Linked DNA regions of Gossypium hirsutum: regions 1 and 2 are each linked to region 3. Evidence: chromatin contacts called from public Hi-C data. All regions are on one chromosome and are shown on one strand. The core of a region is the stretch at or near the end of the contact, and the rest is flanking DNA. Distances in the headings are between cores, read along the strand shown. Region 1 holds the start of LOC107913039 (outer envelope pore protein 37, chloroplastic). Region 2 holds the start of LOC107912685 (BAG family molecular chaperone regulator 1). Region 3 holds the start of LOC107920342 (molybdate-anion transporter).

Evidence for each region. A called contact is a pair of places that touch in the nucleus more often than the background predicts.
Region 1: a Hi-C map of leaf shows a contact between it and region 3, with 2.0 times the contacts expected there. The contact joins the promoter of LOC107913039 here to the promoter of LOC107920342 in region 3. A contact is called at or near these places in 2 of 34 Hi-C or Micro-C datasets (hypocotyl and leaf).
Region 2: a contact with region 3 is called in a Hi-C map of leaf, with 3 times the contacts expected there. The contact joins the promoter of LOC107912685 here to the promoter of LOC107920342 in region 3. A contact is called at or near these places in 3 of 34 Hi-C or Micro-C datasets (all in leaf).

The regions. Positions count from the first base shown.
Region 1 is chrD08:33,614,130-33,617,510 of Gossypium_hirsutum_v2.1, reverse strand. It overlaps LOC107913039 (outer envelope pore protein 37, chloroplastic), which reads left to right and starts at 1,917. Exons shown (of 7, transcript XM_016841494.2): 1 at 1,917-2,568; 2 at 3,034-3,123. The coding sequence starts at 2,164.
Region 2 is chrD08:34,572,803-34,576,523 of Gossypium_hirsutum_v2.1, reverse strand. It overlaps LOC107912685 (BAG family molecular chaperone regulator 1), which reads left to right and starts at 1,700. Exons shown (of 4, transcript XM_016840986.2): 1 at 1,700-2,636; 2 at 2,723-2,979; 3 at 3,070-3,216; 4 at 3,349-3,721. The coding sequence starts at 2,408.
Region 3 is chrD08:34,099,257-34,103,189 of Gossypium_hirsutum_v2.1, reverse strand. LOC107920342 (molybdate-anion transporter) reads left to right here and starts at 2,094. Exons shown (of 8, transcript XM_016850007.2): 1 at 2,094-2,487; 2 at 3,410-3,554; 3 at 3,650-3,818. The coding sequence starts at 2,337.

The DNA.
Region 1 (3,381 bases), core at 668-3,167, 490 kb after region 3:
GCATCCCATAAGTTATAAAAGTAATAAGACAGTAATTGCCTTTATGTATAGAATACCTTTCACTATGTTTGGATTAAAAGTAGTAAAGGAAAAGAAAGGAAAAGAGTGGAAAGCTTAACAAATGGATAATTAAAATTAATGAAAGAAAATAAATTAATTCTAACAATTTTTGTTTGGATAAACAATGAAAGGGAAGCAAAGTATTAATTATAATAAATCTTTACAATTATAACCTTTTCATAAATTTATTTATAAAAAAAGTAGACAAAAAAAAAAAATTCTACATCTTAATATTTTGTTTTACTTTTCTTTCTCTACCTTTCCCTCCAAATTAGAGTAAATAAAAAATTTAATTTTTAAATGAAAGAAAGGGATACTCAATTTTCTTTACTTTCCTTAGCTTAAATTATTAAGTCTATCTAAACAAATATATATATATATATAACGCTTTCCCTAAATAAGTTTTACTTTTATTTTAGTCAAATAAATTGTAAGAAGTTATTTGCTTATTTGAGATAACTTTAAAATAAACCTTATATTTGGATGGAAGTAACAAATGAAAGGAAAGCAAGAGAAAGTTGTTCCACTTGTTTGGATAAAAAAAATTTTAAGGTAAGGAAAGGTTAAGACTTTTGAGTATATCCCTTACTTTTTCTCAAAGTGTCAAATTTTTAATTCCCTCAAATTGGTGGGAAAGTTAGAGAAACAAAATCTATATATTTTTAAGATATTAAATATCTTTTTTACCCTCCATTTTTACATAATATATCATAAAAATGTTATAATTATAAAACTAATATTATATTCAACTATTTCTTTTCCTTTATGTGGTTTAACCAAACACTAATTTTTTCCCTTTCTTTTATTTTTATCTTTTTTTAATCTAAACATACTCTAAAGGTGTGTTTGGTTCACCAAATCTTAGATTACGGGTATGTAAGATTATCGATGGAGTATAGTATTAACTTGTTTGGTCTATTTGGTAGAATGTAATATTCATATGTTTGGTTGACGAAATATAAGATTAATGATTTTTTTATGGGTAAATTATAAAAATGGTCACCCAACTATGCATTTCGTTCTGAGTTAGGACTAAATTGGCAAATTCTATAAATTTTAAGGGCCATATTGATTTTTTAGAATTATAACTAAAATGACAAATTTTATAAACATTGAGGGCTAAATTTGTTTAATTTTTTATATTTAAGATTAAATTGATAGAATGTGCAAACATTAAAGGGCTAATTTTGTTACTGACCAATAAAAAAACCTACATTAGCTCAAAGTGACTAAAATATTTAATTTCGAAAAGTTTAGTGACTAAATAAAAAAATTTAATAGTTGAGTGATCATTTTTAATGTTTACCCGAAAAAATAATTTTAGCATGGATTTAACGTTCCACATCATCATTTAACAAAAAAAAATTAATGGATGGGTTAATTTGCACGTTTTGAAATAATGTACAAGAGATAATTTACCTATTTTTCAATAGAGGGATCAAAATGCAATTCACCCCTAAGTATAAGGGCTTCCCCGATACTTTTACATGCATTTTCCTATAGCATTCAACAAACACATTTTAAAAAAAATCCTTAACATCAATCTAATAAACCACAAAGTAATATCAAGATGAAAAGTAATATCAGGATAAAAAAAATTGTCTAAAATTTCATATTTCACTTGGAATTTTAGATAACCTAAGAAAAAATTGTACCATTACCACATCTTGTTCACGAATATAAGATTAGGAAAAGATCAAAAAATTAAAAATTCAATACTGCAATCTCATTAAAACCAAACAACCCAAGTTTTGTCTTAAAAAAATATAGGGTTAAGGGTTCAATTAGTACATACTAAAAACATATTTAGGTGAAAAGAAAATAAAAGGGGGGGAGGGTGGGTGAGGGCAAATCAGAATCAGAAAATTTAAAAAATGTAGAAATCGAAATAACCGGTGACACAAGCATGCAAAAGACGTCACTCTCTCTCTCTCTACCAAATATCAATTTCCAAACAAAGCAAAAGCGTAGGTTGACGAAGAGTAACCCTCGCCCCTCGATTTTTTCTGGTAGCCAAAGGCCAGAATTTTTAACCCTTTGAATACCATTACCACCCATATACCTTCAATTACACACCCCAAAACCCCCCTCCCAATTTGAGCCATGCTGGACGCTTCTCCTCGAATCCCCAATTACCTTGTCCCGCCCCTGTTACCGCCACCGCCACCGTCCCCTTTGGAGCCGGAGCCTGAGCCACCGCCATCTTCTCCACCACCCAGGAAGCCCTACCAGTTTCTCTCTTCGTTATCCTCCCTCAGAGTGACTTCGGAGTTCGATAGTGATAGCCGCGTGTTCTTCCACAAGCTGTCTTGTAAGCTCTTCGACAACCTTGCGAAGCTCAAACTCTCCTTCATCAACAACGCCAAACGCGAGATCACGGAGCCCCAGTTGGCGCTATCTTCTAAGTACTTGTCCATATACTACGATCCTGAGGAACAAAATGCCATCTTCCAGGGTTACTACAATGTCGGTCCTACGTGGCATTTCAAAGCTGCCATTGATGTTAAGGTTGGTTTTTCTTTCCTTCCAACTCGCGGTTTTGGCTTAGTGGGAGTCTTGGTTGCCAATGTCATTGAAAATTGTATAAAATTGAAACCTCTTTTTTATTGTGCATGGAAGATATGAAAGATTGTTTATTATTTGGTTTTCTAGAGAATTTTCGAGTACCGGGCTTTGCATTTGGTGATCGTTTTTCGAGCCTATGAAATTGATAATGGGGTTTCAGAGGATTTTTCTTTCATAAAATGGTCTAGTTGGTCGTCATACTTGAGTCTTGAAGACCTCTCTGAACATCCTTGTGTTGTTTTTTATCTTCAATCCTATTTTTCCTTGTATTTTTGGGAATGGGGAGTTTATTATTTTTGAAGCCAACTATCATAATTGTTGTTCAAGTGCTGAATAAATATTTCCTTAAAGCCACATATGCCATATCCCCTGAATCTCTCTCTCTCTCTCTCTTTTTTTTTTTCTCAGGCACAACAAGGTGAACTGGCAGCTATTGCAAAACTTGCTGATCCTAGTTATGCTGTTGAAGTGTCATCACCTGTTCCCAATGTTTCATTGGTGAGCTTTGTTTCTCCTGGTGTCTTACTAGTGAAAATCGATTGCTTGGCATTAAGTTATGGACAATTGAGAACCATTTATCATGGAATGATGTGGTAATTCAATTTCAGCAGTTTTTTGTGGTTCTAAGTTGCTTAATGTATGTGGTGTCATACTGTTGTTTTTTTCTTTATGCATTATTCAACCCATACTATACTGACTTTTGCATCGCTTAAAACACTTGATTAATGGCAGTCCACTTGTATTTTTATGCTTCCT
Region 2 (3,721 bases), core at 451-2,950, 470 kb before region 3:
ACCACTAATTTATGCATTATGAAAAAAAAACTCTTAACTAATTACGTGAGTTACTGAAGCTTTGCAGATAGTGCAATTTATTTTAAGGATCACAAATGAGAAAATTTTGACAATTATTTACATTATTTTTTACTTTTCTACCAAATGAAACCACATTATTTATAGGAGAGGGGAAATGTTTAGGTTAGCTTAAACATGCCTAAAGTCGACACCTATTTGTGTCGACTTCTTCATTAAAAATCATCCATGAATTCAACATCCACAAAAGTTGAGTTCCTGTTCTATCACATCAATTCCCTTTCCGTGTCTGTAAAATTCAATAGTTTTTTAGGAGAATTCCGAGAAGTTGTTAGTAGCACTTCGATACTCACTAGTGTTGAGTTCAAAATATTTCATTATCATAAAATGTTTGGACAATAAATTTTGCACATGCCATTTAGCCAAAACAAAGGAACTTAACATCCCGTGGATGTTGAGGTGGTCTTAAAAATCATGATTTGAAAAATAAATTTTAGATATAACTAAGATCGGAAATAATATTTAATTTTGTTATATAAAATAAAAAGATATTGTTTATTATATTATTTTTATATTAAAATCAATAAACTAGATTATTTTGAACATTATGATCTTTTTAGTTCATAATCTCATTTATTAAATCATTTTAAATATCATTTTCAATTCATTCTTTGTTCAAAATTAATTAGTTCAGGTTTTAGTCACTCAACTTCAAAAATTATAAAATAGTCACTGAATTATTCAAAAGTTTTCATTTAAGTTACTGAATTGTTTAAAATTTTTTATTTATGTCACTACACTATTAAGTATTTTTCTTTTAAAAGGTCTGACTAGCGAGCATTAAGTAATAATTCGATAATCAGTACGGTAGATTAGTTTCAATCGACAAGTAGATGAATATATATTAGATCCAAGTCAATTTGACAACTTGTGTAAGAGATAGGAGAAGTAAGCTGTTTGAATTTTGGTTTACAAATTTATGATGTTCATAATTGTTGCATGAATAAAACTAAAACATAAAAAAGATTGAGAATAAGAACTTTTGATTTGTGCAGACGATGCGAACAAAAAATGTCATGCAACGATGATTGTAATAACTCAATAATTTAAATAAAATTTTTTAATAGTTTAGTGATTATTGAATGACCAAAAAATAAATTTACTAATAATTTAGCAACCTTAAATTTAATTTATCATTTATTTGATTTTATATTTATTAAAATTTATGATAAACCTATTTGTATTTTTTTTTAATTTGAATAATTTGCGTACTAAAATTATTAACATTTCCTTTTCTTTTTCATTTTGCTTTGTTCAAACTTCGACCAATTTCGTTAAACTGCCACGTGTTTGAAATCGTCAATATAATTATCAAGTCAATGATTGGAATTATTGCAAAATTATAATGAATTCCCCGATATACCCTGAGCACTATACGTGTGCAAGTACCAATGATCAACCGGTCCTTTTATAAGATAAATCGTGTCGCAGCAGAATAGTACCTAAGATCCAAATTTTGGTAAAAGAATAATTTTTTTCTCAATCTTTTACACAATTTGGCGGCATCGTTGTTTGTTTGCCTTTCATTTTCCCCGTAATTTTAAAACATAAAAGTATATTTATTTTTTATTTAAACTATTTTTTTAATATATAAAAAATAAACATTTATATAATCTGTTTCTTAAGGTCGTAAAGCTGCTCAATTAGCTGTCCACTCGTTTTTTATTCATATTCTTTTTTTCTTATTCGTTTCCCTATTCTTCCATGAGTATCCCAGAGCTACTAGGAGGGAGAGAAAAAGAAACAGATTCATAATTTGGAAAGAAAATTGTTCATTTTCCATATTATAGTCTTTCCCCACCGTTGGACATTTGATTTTTCCAGTCTTTTTGTTGTGAAAAAGTGGGAGATTCTCGTAGCATCGTTTTATTTTTCTGCTACATTTGCGTTGGAGAGATCTGAGTTTTCTTCTTTTTGTGTCAGCGATCTAGGAGTTGAGTTTGGTTTTCTTGCAGGGAAAGAATCGATGATTTTCTCTTTTTCTTCTTGCCTTTGGTAAGACGCTATTGTAAAAGGGAGAAGTCGAAGAGTTGGAGTTTCCTTCGTGTCTTTGCTTTGGTTTGGTCTGCTTTATTTTTCTTGGTTGTCTTTGTAAATACGCGTGGGCGTTGGAATTGGACTCGGATAATGCTGGGGTGGGACTCTTAAGAACCTCTCGTGATAACATCCCCTTAAGTCTTAAAAATGGCTCTCCATGATTTCTGATACAGATCGCTCGCTTTCACTCTTTCTGAAGATCTAAAACAATCTCTCCTTCCCCTCCGTAGAAATTTTTCTTTCTTCTTTTTGTTTTAGTCACCGAAACGAAACATATCGTAGTTAAAAGAAAATGATGAGAGTGAAGACAAAAGCAACAGGGTTGGCCCCGGTGGCAAATGGCGGTGGCGGTAGAGGTGAATCGGCTGCTCATGATTTGGAGCTTAGACCCGGAGGCATGTTGGTACAAAAGCGAAACCCGGACTCCGATCGAAATTCCATCCCACCACCGACTATTAGAGTTAGAGTCAAATACGGCTCCATCTACCACGAAATCAGTATCAGTTCTCAAGCTACATTCGGTAAATTTCTCATCTTTCACAATAATAATACTAATAATAATAACCTCTAATAGACCAATTAAAGTTACTTTGGATTGTTGTGGCAGGGGAGTTGAAGAAGATGCTGACAGGGCCAACAGGATTACACCATCAAGATCAAAAGCTATTATACAAAGACAAGGAGAGGGATTCCAAAGCGTTTCTAGATATGGCAGGTGTGAAGGACAAGTCCAAAATTGTCTTAGTTGAAGACCCAATTAGTCAAGAAAAGAGGTTATTGGAGACCAGAAAGAATGCTAAGGTAGAGAAGGCATCTAAATCCATCTCCCAAGTCAGCTTGGAAGTTGATAGGCTTGCTGGCCAGGTACATAATATTCAATACTGGTACATAATAATTTATGAGATTATGCATTATTTTTCTTAGTTTAAATTATATTGGTTGGATATTGCCTAGGTGTCAGCTTTTGAAACAATAATCACCAAAGGTGGGAAAGTAGCGGAGAAAGACTTGATTAATTCGATTGAGCTGCTGATGAGTCAGTTGCTTAAATTAGATGCGATTACAGCCGATGGAGATGTAAAATTGCAAAGAAAAATGCAGGTACTTAAGAATCCCGATTTGCCGAAAGCAAACCCATATCCGTTGTTTATTCAAAATTAGAAAGATAAAATGTATATTTGCTTTTCTTTGGGACTTAGAGCCATACTGATTTGCCTTTTGGCATTGTTGAAGGTGAGAAGAGTTCAAAAATATGTTGAAACATTGGATATGTTGAAGATTAAAAACGCTATGCCAAGCAACAATGGAGGTCAAATGGAAATCCAAAATCAACACAAGCATACAAATGGGCAAAAACTAGCCCCAACCCAAGAGCAAAAGCCTAGGCATTTTAACTGGCAAAGACTAGCACCAGTTCAAGAGCAGCAATCGAGCAACTCAATTGCCCATTTGCCAATCCATCAACACCACCAATCAGCATCGGGGCCCGTCGTAGTCACCACGAACTGGGAGACATTTGATTCCTCCCCAGCATCGTTGCCGGTCCCCTCAGCATCCACATCAACCGCCAATAATTCAGTCCCGCCAAAATTCCCTTGGGACTTCT
Region 3 (3,933 bases), core at 845-3,344:
ACAAGATTTAGAAATATGTTCAGAAGAGTAAATAAATCTTGAGTAAATATTATATGAATTAATATCAGAAATAGATTCTGTTACAAATGAAGAAGAATATATTTTTATGTTTAATACAGGAAACAACTCTAATAATCAGTTAGAAGAAATTCCTAAAAATGAACAACAAGATATAAAATTAGGAAATATAATCGGAGAAGAAAAAGATTTTTCTGATGAAATGATAGAAAAAATTAATAAAAATTATATTTCTAAATAAGAAATTTATAAAATATCTAAATATAAGATATGGTTAAATGTAATAAATTTACTAAGACTTCTGATAAAAATGAAAGAATATAATATCTAAAACTAATAGAACAACTCTATGATAAACATAAAGATCTATTTACATTATTTAATTATCATTATATGTTAAACTATGACACTACAGACAGTAGTAGTAGTTCTAATAATTCTGATAATTCTATAAACTTAGAAGACATAAATGTTACAAGTTACAAATCTGATGAAGAAAATACTTCAACAGATGAAGAAGAAAATATAGAAATACCAAAACCAATGGATACTGATCAAACAAATTATAATCCTCATGGAAAAAGAAAAATAGAGCCGGATCTTCAAAAAGATGATTATTTAAGATATTTTCATAAAAACTATTTACAAGTTGAAAATACAAGTAGGATTTTTGGTAATCAAACTGAAAATATTGCTACTAATGAAATAAAATTTTAGAATTTAGGAGAATCATCTACTCAACCAGTCCCACATAGAATAGATGATTTAAACAAAAGAAATGTTGCCCAAGGAGGAATATATTTAGATCTAACTAATATTCCTATAGCAAACTATGAAAAAACCATAGATGATTGGGCACAATCTATGACTATAGTTGTTAACAACAACATGTGGTCAAAAGAAAAAATTTTAAACTACTTTGTTGGAACATTTCAAGGAGATGTTTTACAATTCTTAAGAAGATGGGAAGAATCAGAAAAAGGAAGAGAACAGAAAGGGCAGTTAATCAACTAGATTGAAACTCCTAGAAATTTATTAAAAAAGTTAACTTTTATTCTAAAAATAGAATTTTGTGGATATACTGATAAAAAAGATCAAGAAACTACATATCTACTTATTGCATTTAAGAGATTTATCAATACCTAGAGATTGGATAATAGATAGGATAAGTAGTGCAAGTACTTCTAAACCCGTAAGTACAATAGAATATATGTCGTTCGGTGATAAATTATATTTTAAAAATACAGCTATAACAAATACAAATGATAATTTGGTTTTACCCTTAAATACTCAAATAGAGGAAGATGAGGAAAACCCAAGTAGAAGTTTTATATCTTCAACACCGATAAGAATGAAAACAGTTCAATTCCTATTTTTCCCACAGAACCAAGTAGAAACTCTGTATTTTCTAGAAACACTAGAATGAAAGAAATACAAACTTCGATAATAATCCAACAAATGAAACTTGGAATAAGTGATGTAATTATATTTTCAAATTTCCAGTCTAGGAAATATTACACATATATTGAAATTACACTTCAATTTAAAGAATTTAAAATATATTATTTACATGCTTTATTAGATACTAGAGCTACAACTAATAGTTGTAGAAAAAATGTCATTCTTTTAGAAAAATAGGAACCTATGAAACATCCAATAAAAGCTAGTAATGAAACCATAATTCAATATAAAGTTAGAAATGTATCAATCTACATAAATAATGTAAGATTTGTGAAACCTAAAATATTATGTTTTTCAAAAATGCATGGAGATATATTATTAGGTAATAATTTTATATATCAACATTTATTATTTTTTATTAATAAAAATTTAATTATGTTATCTATAAAAAAATACTAAAATAAATATCTTCACCCCACAATGTGATCCAAGGGCCCACAGAAGGGGCCCACTTCATTTGATCCTCGTTGAAGATCCAAGACGCGTTGTCCATAGATCTTAACCCACCGACATGTCCTCCTTGTTACTCTTCATATGAGACAACCCAATCCCGCCACGTGTCGGACCTAAAACCAAAAAGTCCACCTAAAAAGTGACCCAAATGTTAAAAGCTCGTCTTTCGCGGTTTTCATCTAATATTTACTCATCCTCACAAGTTCTCCCACCACGCACTCGTCATTGTACCTCACTCTTTTTAATGATTAAATCAAATGTACAACAACTAAGGACACTCCAAAAAGAAGCCACTGAAGCAGAGGCATGTGCAGGAAATAGAAACCCAATATCCATCATTTTTTCTTGCTGGGTATATCTCATATCTCTCTTAGTAATTTGCGTTGGAGGGCCAGGCAGCAGCAATGGAGCTGTTCTACTTCGTCGTGTTCGGGGCATTGGGAGCGGTGGTGGCCGCATTAGAGCTAAGCAAGACCAGCAAGGACCGAACCAACACGTCCCCTGCTTTCAATTCCTTCAAGAACAATTACCTTCTTGTCTACTCTCTCATGATGGGTAACTAACTACCCTCGTTTCGTTTTACCCAGATCTGATTTCCATTTCTATCTTTGGATCTCACTTTTTTTTTTTGTTTTACATTAACATGGATCTGATCTATTGTTGGACTTTTTTAATGAATTTAGATACCCATTTCCTAGATTTGCTAGTTTTTGTTATTTTTTCCCGTTTTGGTGGATAATGTTCTTGTCATTAATGACTACTTTGAACAATACTGTTTCTATTTGCTTTGGAAATGGAAAACGGGATTCATTCATTTGATTTAGCTTGTAAAAGACAAGGAATTAGTACTTGAAAATGACTTCCTATAAGTTGTATGTCGATTTTTAGTCCGTTTCTGTTTTCTGGTTGAGACGATGGATTTGGTTTTTTTTTCGGTGGGTCTGAGACAGGTCGCTATTGCTTGGGTTCTAGGCCCTCTTATTGATGATGGTCTTGAAAAAAAAATTGAGAATTAAGTCTATTTTCTTGGAGCTTGAGTAAAGTCTACTTCTGCCGAGTTTAGTCTGCCCCATTAAGATTTTTTTCCTTAGATAGTAAAACTAGCTGAAAGCTAAATAAAGTTGCATTAAACCCTTGAATTAGTTTCTTGGTAATAGAAGGAGTGATGGCGCTTTCTAGTTGTCTCCTTGGGATGCAACTGGTCAGTAATTTGACTTATTGTATCAAAATTTGCTGTTAAGCTAGCATTTGAAAATGCCGTGAAAAAAAAAAAAGGTTAGCACTTTAGCAAGTCTTTCTTTGATTAATATGCATAATAAACATGTAGCTTCATTAGTGTAATGCACGACATTTGTTCTGAGGTATGATCGTATCTGTAGTTATTTTTTCTGGTAATTGTGAAAGATTAACATTCTTATATTGTGGTAATTGGGCATATTCTAGCTTGCTGTTCTAATAAATGGTTATGTGTCAATAGCTGGAGACTGGCTTCAGGGTCCATATGTTTACTATCTGTACAGTACATATGGATTTGGAAAAGGGGAGATCGGACAGCTTTTTATTGCTGGTTTTGGCTCTTCCATGTTGTTTGGGACAATTGTTGGATCTCTAGCTGACAAACAGTAAGCTTTTACTTTGGCTTCTGTTGTGATATATTGTGCTTTATGGATGAAGTTTCTTGTCATGATACAAAAATACCTTCATTTTTTCAATTCAGGGGCAGGAGGAGGGCATGCGTTACATACTGCATAACTTACATACTTAGCTGCATCACCAAGCATTCTCCTGAATACAAAGTTTTGATGATAGGTCGTGTTTTGGGAGGTATTGCTACCTCTCTTCTGTTTTCAGCATTTGAGTCATGGCTTGTTGCTGAACATAATAAGGTGAGGCATTTCATCTATCCCCCTTTACTCTTAATGCTTATTAGGTGGACTTATAAACATTATAGATGTATTCTCTTATGACCTTCACCCTTATTTCTAGTATTATAGATGCTGT